2 separate regions of the Rattus norvegicus genome follow, and region 1 is linked to region 2. A link is a contact called in public Hi-C data. All regions are on one chromosome and are shown on one strand. The core of a region is the stretch at or near the end of the contact, and the rest is flanking DNA. Distances in the headings are between cores, read along the strand shown.

Evidence for each region. Hi-C and Micro-C count contacts between places; a contact is called where the count stands out from the background.
Region 1: a contact with region 2 is called in a Hi-C map of liver, with 2.9 times the contacts expected there. The contact joins the promoter of Tlcd1 here to the promoter of Phf12 in region 2. A contact is called at or near these places in 9 of 12 Hi-C or Micro-C datasets (Schwann cells, frontal cortex, hepatocytes and 5 more) and 1 of 1 datasets of contacts at active chromatin or transcription factors (oligodendrocytes).

The regions. Positions count from the first base shown.
Region 1 is chr10:63,569,819-63,575,464 of GRCr8, reverse strand. Tlcd1 (TLC domain containing 1) reads right to left here and starts at 2,924. Exons shown (of 4, transcript NM_001013858.1): 1 at 2,600-2,924; 2 at 2,200-2,282; 3 at 2,031-2,113; 4 at 891-1,721. The coding sequence starts at 2,793. The coding sequence ends at 1,338. It overlaps Nek8 (NIMA-related kinase 8), which reads left to right and starts at 4,977. Exons shown (of 15, transcript NM_001105804.2): 1 at 4,977-5,083. The coding sequence starts at 5,037. It overlaps Rpl23a (ribosomal protein L23A), which reads left to right. Exons shown (of 5, transcript NM_001108283.1): 3 at 47-223; 4 at 441-510; 5 at 663-733. The coding sequence ends at 677. Snord42a (small nucleolar RNA, C/D box 42A) reads left to right here and starts at 299; the gene lies at 299-363.
Region 2 is chr10:63,366,939-63,372,404 of GRCr8, reverse strand. It overlaps Phf12 (PHD finger protein 12), which reads right to left and starts at 2,156. Exons shown (of 15, transcript NM_001013117.2): 1 at 1,537-2,156; 2 at 722-903. The coding sequence starts at 1,602.

The sequences.
Region 1 (5,646 bases), core at 1,675-4,174, 200 kb before region 2:
TGTGTGTGTTAGGGCAGCTAACTCCATTTCCTCTCATCTCCCCTAGGCTTGACCACTATGCTATCATCAAATTCCCACTGACCACCGAGTCAGCTATGAAGAAAATAGAGGACAACAACACGCTTGTGTTCATTGTGGATGTTAAGGCCAACAAGCACCAGATCAAACAGGCCGTGAAAAAACTCTATGATATAGATGTGGCCAAAGTCAATACTCTGATACGGTGAGTGGGGCCAGGCAGCAAGCTTGTGTGGGGTTACTTAAACACACCATGGCTTCATGGTGACTCCTAGCCCCTCTGCAGATGATGGAAAACTCAATGTTTGGAAAAGAATGACACCAACAAAGGAACCACTGATGCTCCAGAGGATTGGGGTGGGGGAATGAGGGAAGGGATGGGGTTGTGAGCACCCAATGCTGAGGCTTCCTTCTCCACACAGGCCTGACGGAGAGAAGAAGGCATATGTTCGCTTGGCTCCTGATTATGATGCTCTAGATGTTGCCAACAAGGTAAGCACAGTCACTTCTGTCTAGATACTACATCTACATCAAAATCTGCCTTACTATCTCTAACAAGCCCCACCCTCCTGTTCTGTCATCCCAGCTCGCTTTACCTTAAGGAGTTCAGCTCCAGTAATTTAGCTCCCTTTTTTGTTTTTCAGATTGGGATCATCTAAAGTGAGTCCAGATGGTTAATTCTAAATATATACTTTTTTTCCACCATAAATAATGCTGCTTGTCATTTGTTGCTTTCTGATTGGGGTGGGGACAAGGCCATACTGTGGTAATAGGGTGGGTGCTGGGATCAAACCCAGGGCTTTCCCAGCTCTGAGCAATGAAGACTTCATATGCTTAACCCAATGGGACACACCATGATGCATCCCGCATGCTAGATTAACTCAGTACCAGGGGCCATTTATTAGACAGGTGTTAGTTGCCCTGGAACATGGCTCCATCACAGGCTCAGAAGACAAGCTTTACAAGAGTTCCTTCCCTGGCAGAGACTGTTGTGAAACCAATACCAGAGTTTGGAAGAGCTGAGGGGTTATTTTAGAGCTGTCAGCGTCCATCGCGGGGTGGTATGGGTTCACTGGCTTTTGGACAGCATCTTGTCCTCACCCATTTACCATGCCCAACCGGTTGGTCTGCTTCAACCCTTGCCCAAGAACAGAGGACTTCAGAGAGCTTTCATTAGTGTTTTCAATAGTGTGGGTGTAAGCTTAAGGTGGAAAGGCTGGCCCCAGAATACACCCAGGCTTGGGGCAGAGTCCTAGTTTATGTTACAAAGCTGTTGGCTGTGCTTGCTGTCCCTGTCACACATCCTGGGATCTCCTTTCTCACTCAGTCAAGAATTTGTCTTTTTGTTGGCGGCTGGGAGCACGTTCAGGGCAGAAATCAGAACGGAGGAGGCGAGAAAAGTAGATGAGTATCATCACGTCCAGCATAAGCAGAATAGACAACAAGAATGTCCCCAGGGTCCTCTGGCCAGCATACTGTAGGAAGAACTTGGTGAGGTAGGCCTGAGGTGCCAGTCTGAAGAGAAAGTACATGACCAAGTTGACATACTTGTTGACCTTGTAGAGGAGGATATCCTGGGCATTGTTTATCTTCATCATCATCCTTAAGGTGAGGAAGATGTTGCTGACCTCCACCAGTAGTGTTAAGACTCCACCTCCAACAAATCTTTTCCAAAAGATACCAGAGAAGAAGGCGCCCATAGCCTGGGAGGGAAGGGGGAGACAAGTAACAGAACAAGGGCGCTTGAAAACAGGTGCTGTGCCAGCCTTGGGCATACCAGACAGGACAGAAGCAGAGGAGCATCAACATTTAGTGCTAAGATTTCTTTATATTTACTAGGATCAGACTCCACTAGGGTCAGTCTACCTAGATAGTAGGTAAGCCCAGGCACTCTGCTGAGACTTAGGCAACTTATAAGTTAGACATTGCTGGGTTAAGATGGCCTCCCTCCCTCTTTGGCTCAAAGAGTTATGAAGATTTTGCCTGTATCATTTCACCGGGTTCTCCCTTACCATGACATGATGAACAAGGTATTCCCAAGAAGCTCGAGTTTGCCTGCTAACCACGATGTCCACTGTGTCATGTATAAAGTATCCTAGTGGAGGGGTAGGGAAAGTGGAAAAGACTTAACACTTTAAACTAATTTCCATCCTAATCTTATCCTTCTTGGGCACAACCTACCTGCAGAGAAGCAAACAAGCAAATAGCCACAAACTGACCAGGCTGTTTCAATCTCCACCAGCATTTCAGGGGTTTGCCATATGCTGGAATAGAAAAAGGGATGTTCTCGCGGTTGCAGCCTCCCCGAGGACCCTCACCTCCCCCAACAGTCTTGCCAGTCCCAGGGTGCTGTGGGCGCCTACTATTGGCTGGTTGGAGAGTAAGGAGGGACTTGGCCAAAGCCCAGGTACCTTGGGTTTCCCACAGCCGTTCTTGGTTGGGTAGTTTTCCAAACAGGGAATCAGGTGAGATCCTTGGTGTCTGTTCACCCGAGAGTGGTGGGAATAGCAACAGGGAATCCAGTCCGAGCACCCCGCGAAAGACCCTACGGCCATCTCGTTACCCCGGGTTGTTCACTCACCACAGCAGAGCCCAGATCCCAGATACAATGGAGTGTGTGAAGGAGACGAGTAGGTTGTGCCAACGCCAGGTGCGCAGGGGGTCGGTTTGCACGTGTGCCGGCAGGGGCAGGCGACAGAGCACGCGCCGGAGTGCCCGGAAGGTCAGCGTGGCGCCCAGGAGCAGCGGCCAGGCGGGGTGCAACAGTAGGGGCATGCTGACCCTCCCTGCCGTCTGTCTGTTCGCCTTTTAAGCCGTCTCCCTCGGCAGTTCTGGGAACACCGTCCAGTCTCTGGCCAGCGCGCCACGATCGTTTCTGCCGCGGGCCGCCAGCCCCACAGTTTCACGGAGCCCTCAAGGCTCCTTCGCTCCTCCCCGCGCTCCCGGAGAGGCCTCTGCCCGCCCCTGCAGCCCGCGCCCCCGCCCCGCCCCGCCGCCTGCCCCCGCCCCTCGGGCGCCTCTGCCGCGAGGAGGGCGCGAGCCCCGTGTCCCCCAGGGCCCCGCCCGGAACCCGCCGACTTAGAGCGCGAAGGGGCTGTCCCCGCCATCGCTTCCGAGGCACCCCTCTCTGGCGCCTCCCGACATCCGAAGGCATCCTCGGCTGCCCTCATGCGTACGGCCCCACTAGCCTCTTCCCGACCTTCGCCGCCTCCACCGGCTTTCACATCCTGGGCGGGTACTTCGAGAAAGCTCCTCTCCCAACTCTTTTCAGGGCAGAGATGGGCGGAACCATCACACAGCCGGGGCTGCTAAACCCTGATCCTGGGGGCTCAGGAACGCGGCCTCAGACTAGGGCTCCGCCCAGACTCAATTCTTCTCTTGGACTGGATCGACGTGTTTACCTGCCTCTCCGGCGCCCAGCACGAGTGGTGCTTAGGAACTGTTGAGTCACCTACCATCACCCCACTCCTACCCATCATTCTTGGGCTCCTGGAGCATAGCGGTTGTCACAGTCCTCCCTGAGACAGTCCCAACCCTCTTCTGGCTCCTTGGAGGCTGGGGCGGGGAAGGCTGCGGATTTGCCCAGACAGCTGGGGTGACCCTCTCTCCAGGGCAGCGTCCTAGAGTAGTTGCGGCTTCTGGCCAGTAGGTGTCAGTCTGTCCTCACTGTGATGAGGCGTCCTAGCTCGCCTCCACTCAGGAGCGCAATCAGCAGACCCGGAGGAAAAGGAGCAGCCCAGAGGCGGTGCAGGAGTGAAGGGGTGTGTGCTTTTGGGAGGTGGAAGTGGACGACACGGGGGAAAAAGTGGGGACTAGGAGAACGGTGTATCAAGGCGGGGTGGGGGAGCCAGAAACCCAGGAACCTAAGCCTGGTGTTTGCTGTCTTCCCTGATGGTTCCAGGGTTACACATTAACTCCCATGGGTCTCCAGGGTCACTCAAGGCCCATTCGGTTACTAAGAGATAGCACGATGTAATGTCTTGTGAGCATTTTACCCCCTGCACTCCTTTGCTAACTGGGAAACCAGCTGACTCCAGCCTGAGCCAGTGACCACAGGTTCCCTCCGGTCATTCCACGTAGGCTAGTTTGGGGCGGGGCGGAGACAAAAAATAAACACCCCTTCTCTCCTCGCTTACCTCGCCCATTCAAAAATAGGAACGTTAACACTTAGCTAAGGACCACCTCTTGAATACTGAAGTGTTCTCCCTTAGAGCAGGCATCATGAGGAAGTCAGGATTTAATTCATCCTGGTCGAAACCATAGCAGTGATACTAACCAGCCCATTATTTCTGGACAGAGGCGTAGAACCCTCTCTGATTTTACCCCACCATGACGCTAGAGGTTTTTAGTAGAGGACTGAGTCCCCTTACAGCAGCGTTTTGTGCGGTGTTCTGAGAAGCAGAGAGCACGGTGCTCAGGAGTTGTTATAACCAGGAGACCGCGTCACGTACTCTTCAGGTGAATCAGTTTGTCCAACTGGGGTTTTCCCCGTCCCTCCCTCGGCAAACACCAAACAGCCCCGCTCCCCGCCCCACACAGAGCGGGCTCTGGGTTCTGTTTTGGTGGTTTATCCTTTACGTGTCCATCAAGGAATTCCTTTATCTTTCTGAAGTAGTGCCACTCCTGGACAGCGGGGACCGGATCGATCTTCGCTTTATACTCTCACTAGAACTTTGGAGGGACAATCTTGTTTTTGCCGGGCAACTTAAGTTGGCGCCTCATCGCTCCAGTCTACCTCTGCCCAAGTCACGCGTGTGCAAGGTGACTGGTATGGTGCTGAGCCCTTTGGGACTCGTCAAGAAACCCAAAATGACTATTCTCTGATTTCTCGTTTGAGAAACACGACTTAACCTCCAGGTTGAGTTTATTTACTCAGAGAGAGGCACAGAGCTCAACAGACGCCCCCGATCCACCCGCTCCGCCCTGCAATAGTTTTACTGCTAGTAGGAGGAGCTCCCGGATGGGAGGGTCCGCGCACGCGCCACTCGAGGAGTCCAGAAGCGTAACTGAGAAATGAGATGGAGAAGTACGAGCGGATCCGAGTGGTGGGAAGAGGTGCCTTCGGGTGAGCCAGGGCGCTGGGGAGGAAATGCTAAGGGAAAAAGAAAATAAGCCCCAATTCTGACCAAGAAATCGTGGCCCGGCTGGCTCCGCCCCGAAGCGAGAGCACCACTATGGGATGCCCCGCCCAGGCATCCGGTCCTTAGGTCTAGGCGGGAGGACCCCCGCCCACAGCCAAACCACGCCCACCAGCCCAACCTGTGCCCTTGGGAGATAGTTCCCTGTAGATTGGTTATTCTTTGCTTCAACTGAGATAATGATCCTAAACTGTACAGGTCAGACTGCCCGGAGTTTACAGTTGTGATCAAAACAGGAGAGGTACTTCCCCTTTACGAACATAGCCCATAGGACGTTGATTCAAACAAACAAGGTATTTGTTAAAATAGTTAATGAAGTTTGAGCAGTTAAAAACAGTTAATAAGAGACTGTGCAGCAGGTAGGGTGGTACACGCCTGTCATTTCAGTACTTGGGAGTAGATGTAGGAGCATTGCTGTGAATTCGAGGCCAATCTAGGCTACACAGAGATTGTCTCCAAAAGAAAAGACAAGCAATCTTTAGGTTATCCA
Region 2 (5,466 bases), core at 907-3,406:
GGAGTGGCAACAGGGGGCAAGCTGCAGAGAAAGGGATCAAGCCTGCAAGAGCCTAGCCCTGGTCCTCAAGGAGCTTCTGCAGAAAGGGCTCACGGGCTACCTCCACCGTTCTCCCGGAGACATTTGCAAATCATATATGCAGCCAAAATGGCGCTGAGAATAAAAATATAATTTAAAGGCAGGTCGCCATATTGTAAACACAGAGGCAGAGAAGTGGACTCGAGAGACACCATTCATGATTTCCTGCACCGTCGAAAGCACCCGCTCGCCTGAGTCAGGACTAGGGTAAACTGGGTGGCCGAGGGTTCCGCACACTAACCCTAAGGAGAGCCCAGCCAGGCAGCAGCCCTGAGGGCGGCGGGCGCGCGCGGCCGCCAAGCGGCACTGAACCTGGAGCTCCTCCCCTTCCTCCCCCGTCGCCGCCGCCGCCGCCGCCGCCGCCGGCCGCACTCAGCCGCTCAGTCCCGGCTCCCAATCTACAACCAATCTCAGATGGGGCTCACCTCACTTCTCCCAACCCCCATCCCAGGGTCAAGACATGCTGCTGCTCCTTCCCGCAAATTGGCCGGATCCCGGCAAATACCAGGGGCGCAGTGGCGCTCGCATCAACGACTACAGAGTCGGCTAGCGGCTGCAAGCTCCCGTTATTTCTACAGGCCTGGTGATGGAATGTGCCCAGTAGGGTCTGCCAAGGAGCTCCAAAGGGGTCCCCAGCCCTTACCAGCACTGGAGATGGAAGGCGGCAGGGCAGTGATCACAGCACAAGAGATCTCCACCTTCCTTGCAGCTATCGCAGCTGTCGTGGTTGGTGGCCCTGCCGCTTCTCCGGGACTCCTTCTCCGGCTTCCGACTCCGCTTTTCTGCCTCGTCCGTCTTGGGGGGAGCCAGCAGAGCCTGGATTTGCTGCACACACATACAGACGGCGTGTGTGCACATTCGGAGCTCCCGGGCAGCCCGTAGTCCCACCGGCGCCGCTCCTCCGTCACCCACCCCTCTTCCCCCTTTTGTCCTTCTTCCTCCCATCCAGGCTGCTTCCAGAACCTCTCGGTCCCCGGAATCAAGGGGAGCCCACCCTAACTGCGTTCCTGCAGCACAACAAGAAAAGCTCCTTCCAAATGGGGAGGATCAGGGTAGGGGGATGGGGAGAGGGTGCGCGGTTCTCTTCTCGCCACTTCCTTGTATGGACAGTGGGGGACTCCAAAGCCCGGCTCGGGAGAGGCCCGAAGCTTGGTACCCGGACGTGCAGGGGGAAAGCACAAAGGGGCCGACAAGAAGGGGGTGGGGAGGCCTGCCGGTGCAATGAAATGGAGTGGGCTGAAGCCTCAGGGAGCGAATCGAGGGCGGCGGGTAGGTGAAACTGCTGCAAACGTCCTCAGAAGCTAAGCTCGGTCCCCCAAATTGCAGAGGGGAGGGAAAGACTAGGTGAGGAAGAACCCCCCCTTTTCCCGGCCCTCTGGCGCTTCGAGCTTAGGGCCGGCTTTGTGGGGCGGAGGTTCCCTCCTGGCACTGGGAGAAGGGGATGAGGGCCACTCTTACCTCCATCAGCCCCCCCGACGTGTCCAAGTCGTACACGATCGTCTTGGTCTCCATTTTCTCCCACATTCATCCACCTCCCGGGCTGGGCGCTCTCTGCTCCGGCCCCCCCAGCCCCGGGGGGAGGGGGGAGGAGGGGAAGAGGACACTTCTGACCCCCGGTCCCCTTCTCTCTTCCCAACACAGTTTCCGACTTCCTCGCCCTGGCTCCCCCCCACCCCCCGGCCCCCAGTCCCTGGGACGGCAGCGTCCTCTCCACGGGCCGTGAGAGGGGAGCAACCCCTCAGCCCCGGCCCGGCGGCTGGTTGCACAGTGGATCTCGGCTCCGGGGGTCAGGCCTTGGCGGGGCCTAGGCCCACAGGCTAAAGCTGGCTCTGGCGACCGCTGGTCCGGCCGGGAAGGCTAGCGGGCGCTGCCATCCCTGGGTTGGGGGACCGGAGGGGGGGTGAGAGGTTAGGTGAGGTTGTGGTTCGTGAGGTGACTCTGGGGAGGATGATGGGGGGTGGTCCCCGGGCTCCGCCTCTCGCCGCCGCTGCCGTCTGCGTCCCGGCTGCCGCGCACTTGGCGCAAACTTACCGCGAGCGCCCGCAAAGCCACCCGCGCAGGCGCCCCGGGATCGCCGCTCGCCGCGCGCAACCGCAGTGACAGCCGGCGGCCTGGCTCCCGCGCAGCCGCGGTGATGGGGTACCCCCCAGCGCGCAGCCGCGCTGGCATTCGCCTGGAGCCCAGAAGCACCGCCTTTCTGCCGTGCGCCAGCGTACTACGATTAAAGGGCGGAACCTGAGGCCTCGCTTAGGCGCTTGGGAAAGAGCGTAGGGGTCATGGCGCAGCCGCAGGAACTTGAAGGGGCTTCACCCATTGGTGTTTGTGTGCAGACCACGGTCTCTGGTCCCGCGCAGGCGTGTTGGATTGCCACCCCCGTCCCTTAACACACCCGCTTCACGCGCAGGCGTATTGTACCTGGCGGCCTGCACAAAAAAAGCTTCTCCTTTCGCCATTTTGGTAATGAGATTTGGGCTACCATGCCCTTGGAGTTCTCAGTCACAACCAAGGAGGAGTATGTGATTGTTGTATGGAGCTAGTAGGCAGCATATGGATGGTGTAGTGAACTGTATGGCTCCAGTGTCAGGTGTGTCTGGACTAGGCCGACATGTTGGTAAAGAGAAAAAAAAATTGCGACAAAAAAAAAAAGACACTTTTGGTGGCAGATTGGACGGCTGCTGTTTCCACTTAATTTCCACTATCTGCACCTAATTTTAGCAGGAGCATTGCTGCCTTGGGTCCTGATGGAACCAAGGGTAATTCAACCTGTCTGTTACCACCCTCTCTTAACCACTGTCCCTGAGAACTACTCTTAAAGAGGAAGTCAAAAGCCCAAACAGTCCGTAATCCTGACAACGCCCAGGTACCTGCCTACAGCTGACTTCAACCCCCATCTTGCAACGCGCAGTGTTCAAAGGGTGAACGGGAACACATTGCACTCTGGGAGTAAGAATCGCGATGGAACTCATGGATTGTGGGAGTTGTAGTTCCACGTGCAAGCGCCGCACAGTACTGCAGGATGTATTGGGGAAAAAGCTTGCCGGGAAAAGATACTTTTGAGAGCTACCGTATTGCATACTGGGATTTGTAGTTTGAGCCCCTCACCTCGACTTCTGAGCAGTAAGACATGCTTCTCTTTGGGTGTACGCTGTTATCCCGTTGTTATCACTTTCCAATGTAGACAGATACACTGCCTAATTGTGAATGAATGAACCCCACTCGGCATTAACATTGGTGACATGTAGCTATGTCCTGCCCTTTCTTCCGTTCATTCTATTAAAACAGTCAAATTCTGCAGCCCTATCTGGCCTAGAACTTGCTATGTAGACTAGATTGGCCATGAACTCACAGAAATCTGCCTCTGCCTCCGGTCCCATTACTGGGATCAACGTGCACTACTTACTACGCCTAGCATCCCCTAAACTCATTTTTCTGTTACTGCACACATCATTCTCAGACCCATAAAACTGGGAAGGACTTAGAGACTATTTGATTGAAACTCTTCATTTCCAGATACACAGAGTGGAGCGTCAGTTTGCTTAGGCTGCATATTGAGTTTATAGCAAACCTTAAAAAGGAAACATTTCTTGATTCACAAGTCAGACTTTGGTCCCTACACCGTGTTTACTGTCTCTGAGGAACTGTTGCTCCTCCTTTAGGACAGTCAGGACTGTAAATCAAAAAGAACATAAATATCTGTGTGAAGTTTTAGCGCTCTGTGAAGTTTTAGTGCCTCTCTCTCTCACACACACACGCGCGCACACACACACACACACACACACACACACGCACGCGCGTGCGTGCGTGCATGAGAGAGAGAGAGAGAGAGAGAGAGAGAGAGAGAGAGAGAGAGAGAGTGACACTTTGCATTTCTCCAGTGGCCCTCCCTTGGTGCCTAGAAAGAATAATGTCATGGGGGAAGTGGAGATTGCCATGCAAATTGACTGGTCTTCCATCGCTGTGCCCAAAAATAGACTAGCAACTATAGGACAATGATGTGGGTCTCAGAGAGGGCTGAAGGGAAGAGGCCAGGCTTTATGCTTCCTTCATGCTACATAACCTCAGAAGTTGGAACCTCACATGCCCTCTTTCACTGGCTTCTTCCCTACTATCCAGAGCATAGCTATGCTGCTGTCAGCCTGGAGGTACTACTGTGCAGAGAAGTAAGCCACTGGCCTATGCCCAGTGAGAAAGACTTTGCTTTGATCAACACACCCGTTGCAGCTGAAAACAGGAGCGGTCAGTAGGCTAGTGAGGAGAATGAGAGTTGGCTCTAGTGACAGGTGCCAGAGGTACAGATCACTCCACACACCCTTCTTTTGGGTGAGGATGAGGTCAGCCCAGTCGGGGCAGGACTTGGTGCCACCTTGGAGAGCTCCAGCTCAGCGTATTAAAGGGGACTTCAAGAAAGAGCTGATGGGATGGAAATGCCTTTGGAAGCGACCTCTTGTGGTCCATCTAGGCACTGCACTATAAATGAACTGGAACCCCTGACTTGGGCTGTACAGTGGCTAGCGGGAATTTTTTTTTTTTTTTTTTTTTTTGGTTCTTTTTTTTCGGAGCTGGGGACCGAACCCAGGGCCTTGCGCTTCCTAGGTAAGCGCTCTAACCACTGAGCTAAATCCCCAGCCCCATCCTAGCGGGAATTTTACAGCTTCCAAGTGCGGTAATTTTCTGTTGTCTGCTGCTGGGAAGATACTTTCATCTCAGAAGGCTTTAGGGGACATAGGGTAGGGGCAAATTTAAGTATATCCTTGCCAGTCACTTTAAAATCTGTTTATCTCTACCTCGAGTGCTGGAATTAAGGGCATGTGTCACCACCACCCAGCTATTTTTAAAGATTATAACATAATTACATCATTTCCCCCTTCCTTTTTCTCCTTCCAACTCCCCCATATACTCTTTTCCTGCCCCTTTTCAAATTTATGACATCTTTTAAAATTAATCGTCACATACGTATGTGAATATATGTATGTATATACACATTTCTAAATACCTAAGGACAACCTGTTCAGTCTTTATAATATTGCTTGCATGCATGCTTTCAGCAGCCCCTTTAAAGACCCCATGGGCAGGGCTCTAGCCTGTCTTAGGGACCTCTGAGCTGCCCATCCCTCCTGCTCACCATCTCCATGTTTTCTGAGGCCAAGACAAGCTAGCCTTATGTACAAGGGTTCAATCTACGGTTCTGATTCCAATCCCTCGAGCTTCACTTGACAGGAAAAGTGGACAGGGCAGTGCATGCTACCTCAGGCTCGTCAGCAATCCAGCAGCACTAATAGGGGCTTGGGAATGGGCTGCCATATGACTCTAGCCCTGGCAAAAAGGATGAAATGAGACCTTGGGGCTGGGAGCACCTGAGTTGCTGAGTTCCCACATCCCTGCAGCATT